Regions from separate parts of the Sus scrofa genome. Here region 2 is linked to region 1. Evidence: chromatin contacts called from public HiChIP or PLAC-seq data. All regions are on one chromosome and are shown on one strand. Each heading gives the region's core, a stretch centred on a gene start, on an enhancer-like site or on the middle of the called end of the contact. The rest is flanking DNA. Distances are from core to core; before and after follow the strand shown.

The links. HiChIP or PLAC-seq counts read pairs in DNA pulled down with a chosen protein or histone mark.
Region 2: an H3K27ac HiChIP or PLAC-seq map of skeletal muscle shows a contact between it and region 1. The contact joins two enhancer-like sites. A contact is called at or near these places in 2 of 47 Hi-C or Micro-C datasets (embryonic fibroblasts and skeletal muscle) and 1 of 2 datasets of contacts at active chromatin or transcription factors (skeletal muscle).

What each region holds. Positions count from the first base shown.
Region 1 is chr1:208,899,633-208,903,884 of Sscrofa11.1, reverse strand. No RefSeq gene overlaps it. Among named protein-coding and RNA genes, the nearest start is that of MPDZ, 280 kb to the left of the region's middle. Within about 2 kb of position 2,519, at least 34 of the 83 cell types and tissues checked have an H3K27ac peak or open chromatin away from gene starts, as enhancers often do. A contact at or near this core is called in skeletal muscle, where this site is marked.
Region 2 is chr1:209,000,759-209,005,010 of Sscrofa11.1, reverse strand. The region is part of intron 2 of LOC106509171 (a long non-coding RNA gene); the gene reads right to left. Among named protein-coding and RNA genes, the nearest start is that of MPDZ, 180 kb to the left of the region's middle. Within about 2 kb of position 2,415, at least 9 of the 83 cell types and tissues checked have an H3K27ac peak or open chromatin away from gene starts, as enhancers often do. A contact at or near this core is called in skeletal muscle, where this site is marked.

The sequences.
Region 1 (4,252 bases), core at 1,270-3,769:
TCCTACTTCAAAATTCCTCATCATTTTAACATAAAACTGTAGGAATCATCTAGGTCTAATCTTAATCCCCTTATTTTATTTTGTACTGATCCCACATCAAAAATGAAGCATAATGTTGTTTGTGATTTTTATACATAATATTCCAGCTAACTTTTCTCAACCTTATATTTAATATTGATTGACTGGAAGTGTTAGATTTATCTTTTGTATCTTTCCATTTCTTTAAAAGCTGTCAGTAGGAGGGAGAGGAAGCATCCATTAGGAACATTTTTTGTGCATTTATTATTTTCCAGAAAAGGGAAGCTCATCCCTTTTCCCATATAATCCTCATCTTCAAACATCTTATTGACTGGTTGGCTAATTTGTCTACATGGATGTCCCAGATGAAGTAGTCCTGGGTCCTTGTGCAGCAACAAGGGAATACATATAGGGTGGTGCATCTTAATGAAGGAGCATAAGTAATATAACTCCATATCCCTGGATTTACCAGGTTGGGAGGAATCACAATCATGTGAATCCCAACTGGCTAAACCAAATAGCCTTAGCGTTTCCTCAAGTTTCTTACCCCAGGTATTTCTGGCATGCTCCTCAAGAAATTCAAATCCATTCTTCCAATCTTTTCCTATTGCTTCTTACCCCCAAGTCTTGTTGGAATGCCCTGGAACATGACTACTCTCCTTGGGATTCAGCTTTCCCAATCCTTATTTATTGCCCAGTGATAGACAGTAGAGAAATTTCTCTGGACAAATTCCATCCCCATGGGCAAAAGTAACCTTTCTCCAAGTTTCTAGTAAGGCAAATTTTCAAAACTCCATAATGAGGTATCAATGTAATTCCCAAAGAATGGGCTCTTTAGTCTGGAATAAGACCACATATGGGTCCTCAACATTATAATTCACATTGGAATTCATACACTGGAATGAGGTCAACATATATCCGCAATCCCTTTTGCTGTCTGTGTGTAAATTATAGCATACATTTCATGTATAACTCCTACAAATAAAGAATATATTTCAGAGAGTAATCATGAAAATCTATACTTAGCAAAGAAATAATTTTCAGAAGAAAGGTAGAATTGCACAGGTTACGCCTTACCTGCTGACTTGTCTAGCATGAGTTGCACTACAAGATACTTGAGCCTTTGGAGAACCATCCTCCCCTTCAAAAGAGAACTGGCAGGGAGTTCTGGCCAACACTTTTACACAGGGTTCCCTGTGGACAAAATATGTTTAAATGCACTGCTTGCCTCTCTGTGATAAAAGGCATTTTGAGACAAGACTCTATAGAAAAGAGGGCACCAAGTAGGATTTTGAAATCCACGACCACTGAGAAGGGCAAATTCTACTCTTTGTAATCTACTTGGCCACTTATATGCTAAAGGATCAGGCATTATAAGACTAGACAATCATATACTGTAGAAATTCAACTAGGTACAATCCTTTTACATTGTATTCCCATTTGACTTTTAAAAACGGAATCAGGAAATTGAGTAGGTTAGATACTTTATTTAGCTGAACTAGTTTGTTGCTTATTTGTCTTGGTTACAGACTATCAGTAGATTAGGAACTGAAAAGAATGGTATTGAAATAGGGAATTTTTCAGAGATATTTGTGGAGAATTCTAACCTTCTCAGTAGGTTACATCTAGAAGAGGATACATCTAGTGTAGGGGTTGGCAAACTATGGCATGCAGACCAAGTGGGCATGCCATCTATTTTTGCAAATAAAGTTTTATTGAAATAGATCCATGCCATTCATTTACATGTTGTCCATAACAGAATTAAGTTATTGCTACAGAGTTCATATGGACTACCAAGCTTAAAATATTCAGCCCTTTACAAAGAAGTTTTGCCAAGCCCTGATCTAATATATAGCTGTATTTCTTGTGAAAAATATTTTATATTAAAGGAAGAGATGAGCACATATTTCTAAGAAAAGAAGCTAAACTCAAGATTAGAGCATCTTACTACATTCCTCCAACTGAACTCAACACGAAGATATGTAAAGAATTCAAGGACAACAGTACAGTGTCCTTTGTGTATGTGCTGAAGGAACAGTCCATTTTCTCATCTCCATCTGTTATGACACAGTTTCCCCAAGAAAAGCTCTTGATTTTAGCCAGACTGAAAGTGGAAGACATAAGGCACACTGCCTGCTAATCACATTGCTTGGAAGAGAGAAAAAAAAAAAAATTGAAAAGAATGTTTCCCTCTAATCATCTTTTCCTGTAAGTGGATTGTTTGAGAGATATTAAAATAGCTGAAGCAGCCTGGAAAATGGAGCTTAAAAAACAAACAAGCCCAGCATGCTCTAAGTTCAAAAGGTCTCTTGCGTATTCACTATCAATCACTCTATACATATTTTATTTAACCTTCTGTAAATATTGTCATTGTAGAGTGCTTTGGACAGGCTAATGCGCTGTGATGTTTTGTTAATGGAAACAGAGAAAATGATGCAGGAGGCCATCCCAGACAGGAAGAAGAGGAGGCAGATGAGGAAGGGGCAGACCAAAGGCAGAGCCCAGGGTGTTGGAGAGGTGAGGCCAGGACACTGTGTGGAGCTGACTTCTTCATTAGCAGTAACTGGAGCCCTGCCAGAACATTCCAAAAGACTAAACTCAACTTCAGAGCCTATCAGTCTCCCCACCCCCCTTCCTCACTTCTCTCTCTCAGCTTAGCCAAAAAGCACATATTGTTATTTTTTCCACATTCTAATGCTCTCCTTTCCAGTAGAAAGTCAGTAGGCAGAAATGGCCAGTCTATTTCAGTTCTGGGTCATCAAAGGCCCTCTAGGCTGCTCCTCTTAGGTAAGAGTTGTAGCTTTCATGTTCTCCTGTTTTGAGGATTTTGTTCCCCCATGCTGGAGGCATCTGGTGGTTCTAGAATGTGGGTATATGTCTCCCTACTTCCTGCCATCCCTCAGCAGCCCCACAGGGCTATTTGGGCAGGGGCTCTGAGCCTTGGGGAGCCATCTCTGAGCCTTGTGCCTTCCTTTCTTCTTTTCTTAAAAAGCAACACTGCCATGGCCTGAACTCCTGATGTGTTTTCGTCCTCCCCTCCCTTCCTTTTTCTCTCCCCCTCCTCCAGCTCCCTCTCCCTCCCTTTCCTCTTTCTGTTGTTGTTGTTTTTGTTGTTGTGTTTCCCACAGCAAAAAAGCTGCCCCGGGAGAGCTCAAGTCCACGTTGGCGGGCTCCCATTTGTGGTGCAGGTGTGCCGGAGCCCTCCGCCGTGTTGTCACCACAGCAACCCTCAGCTCTAATCTGCTGAATATGAAAGGAAGAAACAGAAAGAGAAAAGCCATCCACCCCCTTCTGCTCCATCCATGGGTCCAAAAGAAGGATACTGGCTCCAAGCATTCCTAATAATCCCCCAGCCATCGCCCAGGCAACAGTCACAGGGAGCTAGCGCTTGGTGGGGAGACAGAGAGAGAGGGGGGCGGGGGTCCCCTCCCAAGTTCCAACCTCCTTCTCTGCTTCTTCCATCCTGGGTCTCCTAATGGCCTCTCACAAACCCATGTCCCACTTCTGACCTCCCTGCTCCTAGGTCATCAACTCACAGAGGGGATCATTTCATCATATTCTTCCAATGGTACCGAAACAACAGTGTGTGTGTGTGTGTGTGTGTGTGTGTGTGTGTGTATGTTCTATCAGATGAGCTGTTTATGTGCTGAAAGATGGAGAAGGCCCAAGAATTTTCCTTCTCAGAGCTAGCAGTGGAAAAAGCTGTCCCTTGCTACTTTGCTCCTTGCATGAATTCAGCTGTTCCTGGGCTTGCAGAGGGTTTATAGGCTGGTCGTCCTCTAGCCCCATACCCAGCAGTGAAAGCTCACATTTGTCTTACCACCATCATGTTGATGCAGCTGGGCTTGACACTGCTTACCTCAGCAATTTTCTTTTTTCTTTTTCTTTTTTTTTTTTTTTTTGGTTGAAAGACAGAAGGCTTCCTTGTGATCCCAGCCTTTTCCTATCAAATGACACTCAGCCACGGTTTGGGTGACTTATTTACTGGCACTGGACCAGGAAAAACAAAAATGAACGTTCACAACTAATAAATCCTCTGGCTTAGATAGCTGCAGCAACAGTGGTGGGATTACATCAAAATGTTCAGTGTGATACTGCAGGGCTCCCTGGCAGTGTGGAACCAAGTAAGTCAGGGGTAGGAAAAGGGGGTCGAAGACAGGAACAGAGAAATGTTTTATACTCTGGGTCTCAGACACACTCAAACACTTTGAGCTTGAATCACACAATGTGCTTC
Region 2 (4,252 bases), core at 1,166-3,665, 100 kb before region 1:
TTTCCTCCTCTTCTTCCTCTCCATCCTTCTCCCCCTCTTCCTCCTCCTTGATCGAAGACTCAGTTGACAGCATGCCATTCAGGCAAGATTATATCGCAGCAAACCTTCCAGATCTCTATTCTTGAACAAAAAGGAGTGTGAGGATCTTTTCAACTTATCAAAATCAGTTTAGAATGAAAATTCTAAGAAATGGGAGGACAAAACTGCATATGGTGTTTGGGGATTTGGGGGAAATAGGAGGAACAGGTGAGTTAATGTCTCCAGAGATTTGGAGGAAGGGAATTACTTCAGATGGGTCAGTTGGCTATAGCCAAGGCCTAAAGACTCTAAGTTCCTAAAATCTCATTTCTATGAGAGTAAAGACAGTTAAAGAGTATAAGAGCGTTAAAACCAAAAGACTATGCCTAGTCTGAATAAAGATGGAGAACAGAAGGGGAGACGTTAGTTCTATATCAGGGAGGACCTAGTACTGTTTCAGTCTTGTTCCATGGGAGGAAACTGCATGTGTATATGAACAAATAGCCAAACATACAATGGACTTGGACATTTGGGATCAGGCTATTAATGGATGAATTCTCCTAAGTGAGCATAACATAAGGGGTTAGCGTTCCATTGAGGAGATTGCTTTGATTAGAAGAGGACTTCAATGGGGCTTTTGTGGTCAGAACTAGAGCAAGGGGAACACAACTATGTCCTGAGTACAGTATTTACCTTCTGCCACCTAGATATCCCATCAGAGTTTCCTTGGTATTTGGCAGTTTTTAATAATTTCTGCCTCAGAAGCTGCACTGGTTCCCAAAGCCTGCATCTTCTCAAGGAGACAATCTGGCTACATGGTCTCCAATAGGCTTTTATCCAAGTATGCCACCATCACACTCTATCCCCTTTCTCTATCAACACTCGCTTATATGGAAACTGACACTGGAAATCTTCCTGACTCCACTTCTCTGGGACATCTTCACATCCTGTGGGCATGGGTGGGTAAGACAATGAACAAAACTTGGAGATCAAGGGCTCTGTGCATTTTGGTGGAAATTTCCCATTATCAAGTGTTATGGGAGAGAAAATATCATCTTGGCTGCTCTGACACTTACTTGAGCAGGAGATATCCCCTCAGCTATTTTCCTTTGGATATGGCCAGAAAAGACTGCATGCAGTAGCCAGTAATCTCCAGCTTGGGTAGCACATGGAGAGTTAACTGAAGGTAGCCAGATTTCAACCATATCTCAGTCACTGGAACACATTTAGGAATTTCTGGTCATATTATGGGGGGGATGTAGTTGAGAACTTGGTTGCTGAGCCTGGACTTTACAACACTACTGGTCAGAGGGATCTGATCAAGTCATGTGAATTGCACCTCAAATCATAAAATGGGACAACTGAGCTAAGCTTGCCATTTACTTCTTCACTTACTTGTGCGTCGTAAACATTTCCCATATTGCTACATGGTTTTGCATATTTGTTTACTGAATGACCTTCATAATTATGATTTGATTGCAGCATAATGATTCCCTTAAGAGGATGAGCCATAATTTGTTAGGCATTCATTGATTGCTGGACATTTAGGTTTTTTCCAATGTTTTGTGATTACGAATAATGTTGCAAAAATAGGCCTATTGCTTTTTTTCTTATGTCAAATCATTTCCTTAGTGTACATTCCCGGGAGTGGGATTATTGAGTCAGAGTGTAAACATTTCAGTTAAATAAATCTAAAGGAAAGAATACATTCTATATACTCAAAAAGATACTGCAAATCTGAAAAATACCAATCAACTGGGTCTGAGTCTTTACCCCATTTGATTTAATTCAAAATGAAGATAAACTTTCCTTTTTTATAGCTTTACCCTATGAATTAGCATCAAACACATTGGCTCTACCACCAGGCTGACCAAACAGACTCTAACTGCAGTCCTGTGAAACAGCACAACAGAAATTATCTCGCCCTTGGGTTCAGGATAACATCCATTTGCATTTTCATTTTCCCAGTAAATAGCTCTTGCCTCCCTAACTACAGCTGTGTGAAACCAACGGCGTCCACTTGGCAGTGAATCACATACCAAAGTGTTACTCAATTATCCAGAAATAAAACTTAAATCATTTCTCCTGGCTGAGTGTAAGGTAATTTTTACTTACCAAAGGGTAAAAATCATGCCTTTTAAGTCAGTTATGGCTTCAAATGCCATTTTTTTTTTTTTCTGATAGGGGAGGATATTTTAGATTCAAAGTCTAAGGTAGACTGACCAGGTTTCCTCTTTCTTATCCCTCTTCTCAAGGTTTTTGGCATTCAGAATGCATTCTTACAGCTTTACCTTAAGGTATATTCCACATTTACCTTGCCATTTCCCCAAGGGAAACATATTTCACAATAGTTACTCTTTGGTGATATTTGTTTCATGTCAACAAAAATGTACTGGGTGTGTATGCAGCAGGGCATATGGAAAGAATATGGGCATGATAGTCATGCCCAGCTTCTAGGTATCTACAATAAATTGAGGTAATTTTTTGAAGTTCCAGAGCCCTCATTTATTAAATGAAAATAATAATACTCCTTTCATAAAGTAATCATGAGGTACATTAATATGAAAAGTGAAAAAGCTTGGTATACAATAAGCACTCAATCAATGCTCATTCTTTTTTTTTTTTTTTAATGGGGTCTGAATGGAATACAAAAGTGAAAAACATGGTTCCAGCTCTCAGAGCCTGTGAAGTGGAAGATATAAACAGACAAATGTCAACAGCTAAGATACCAAACTGTCTGCAAAAAAATACCATGAAAAAGAAACAGAGTTTGAAGGAAAAGATCAAGGAAGAGATGGCTAAGAGATGATCTAGAGATCAGAACTAGAGAGGGTATATAAAACTATGAAAATAAGCATGAATCTGGGATCAGAGTCCTGGGCATCACCAAGCATCCTAACTTCTTTGAAACTAAGTTTCATTTCTTCCGGAAAGGAAGTCAACTAATGAGTTTGAAAACAAATGACATCGTGCATATGAAATCACTTTGTCATTTTAACAACCTTTTTTATTTTAATAATGATAATTCCAAATTTAACTATCTGGAAACACATTATGGAGGTGGTGGGGTATGAAATCCTTCTTACAGAATGGAATGCATGCTAATCACCTATTCAAGAAACTGGCGGGGGAATAGTTTACGATTCAAGGGAAAGAAAATGCACCACAGGGTGAGTAAATGGTTTCAATGGAAATAGTGTGGAGTTGGGACCATCTGGGAAAAACTTTGGATAGACGGTTTGCTAAGCATATATTTGTGTGTTTTATTCTACATCTTGGGAAGCTATTAAAGTTTGTTGACCTGGAAGCAAAACCATGCTCATCTTTCTTATCTCAGAGCTGAGTTTTAGAAAAGCATCCTCACAGGGGTATAGAGGCAGCACCCCCCCCCCTTGTTGAAACAGAATTTATATCACACATCCCAGAATCCACCATTTAATTAGAGAGGTTAGCATACAACATCCTCTGGTAGCTAAATAACAGCCCCCCCCACCATGCCCCACCCCGCGATGTCTACATTCTAATTCCCAGAACTTGTGAATGTGTTACCTCCTATGGGGTAAAAAAAAGGAGAGAGATTTTGCTGGAGTGATTAAGGATCTTGAGATGGGAACAGTGTGCTTGATTATCAGAGGTGGGTCCAATGTAATCAAAGTGTCCATACAAGAAAAAGGCAGGAGTGTCCAAGTCAGAAAGAAGGAAGAAGCCAGAGTGATGTGCTTTGAAGGAAGATGAAGGCAGGGGCTGAGAGTCAAGGAAGGCAGCCTCTAGAAACTGGGAAAGTCAAGGGCATGAATTTTCCCTAGAGCCTCCAGAAGAAATGCAACCCTGCCAACAGCTTGACTTTACGCCTTTTTTTTTTCCTCTTCTTTATTTTTTTTTTTTTTTTTAGGACTGCGCCTACAGTGTATGGAAGTTCCTGGGCTAGGGGTCAAATCAGAGATGCAGCTTGCCGGCCTACACCACAGCCACAGTAACACCAGATCCTTAACCCACTGAGAGAGGACAGACAGGATTCAAAACCACATCCTCAGGGATATGTGTCGGGTTCATAAACCACTGAGCCACAATAGGAACTCTCAACTTAAGGACTTCTGACCTGCAGAAGTGTCAGACAATACCTTGTGTCACTGTAAGCCACTCAGTGTGTGGTAATTTGTTACATCAACAATAGGAAATGAATACGTGTCCACATCCTCCATCTCTGTTGGTTTTGGCCTGTTATTTTCAATCT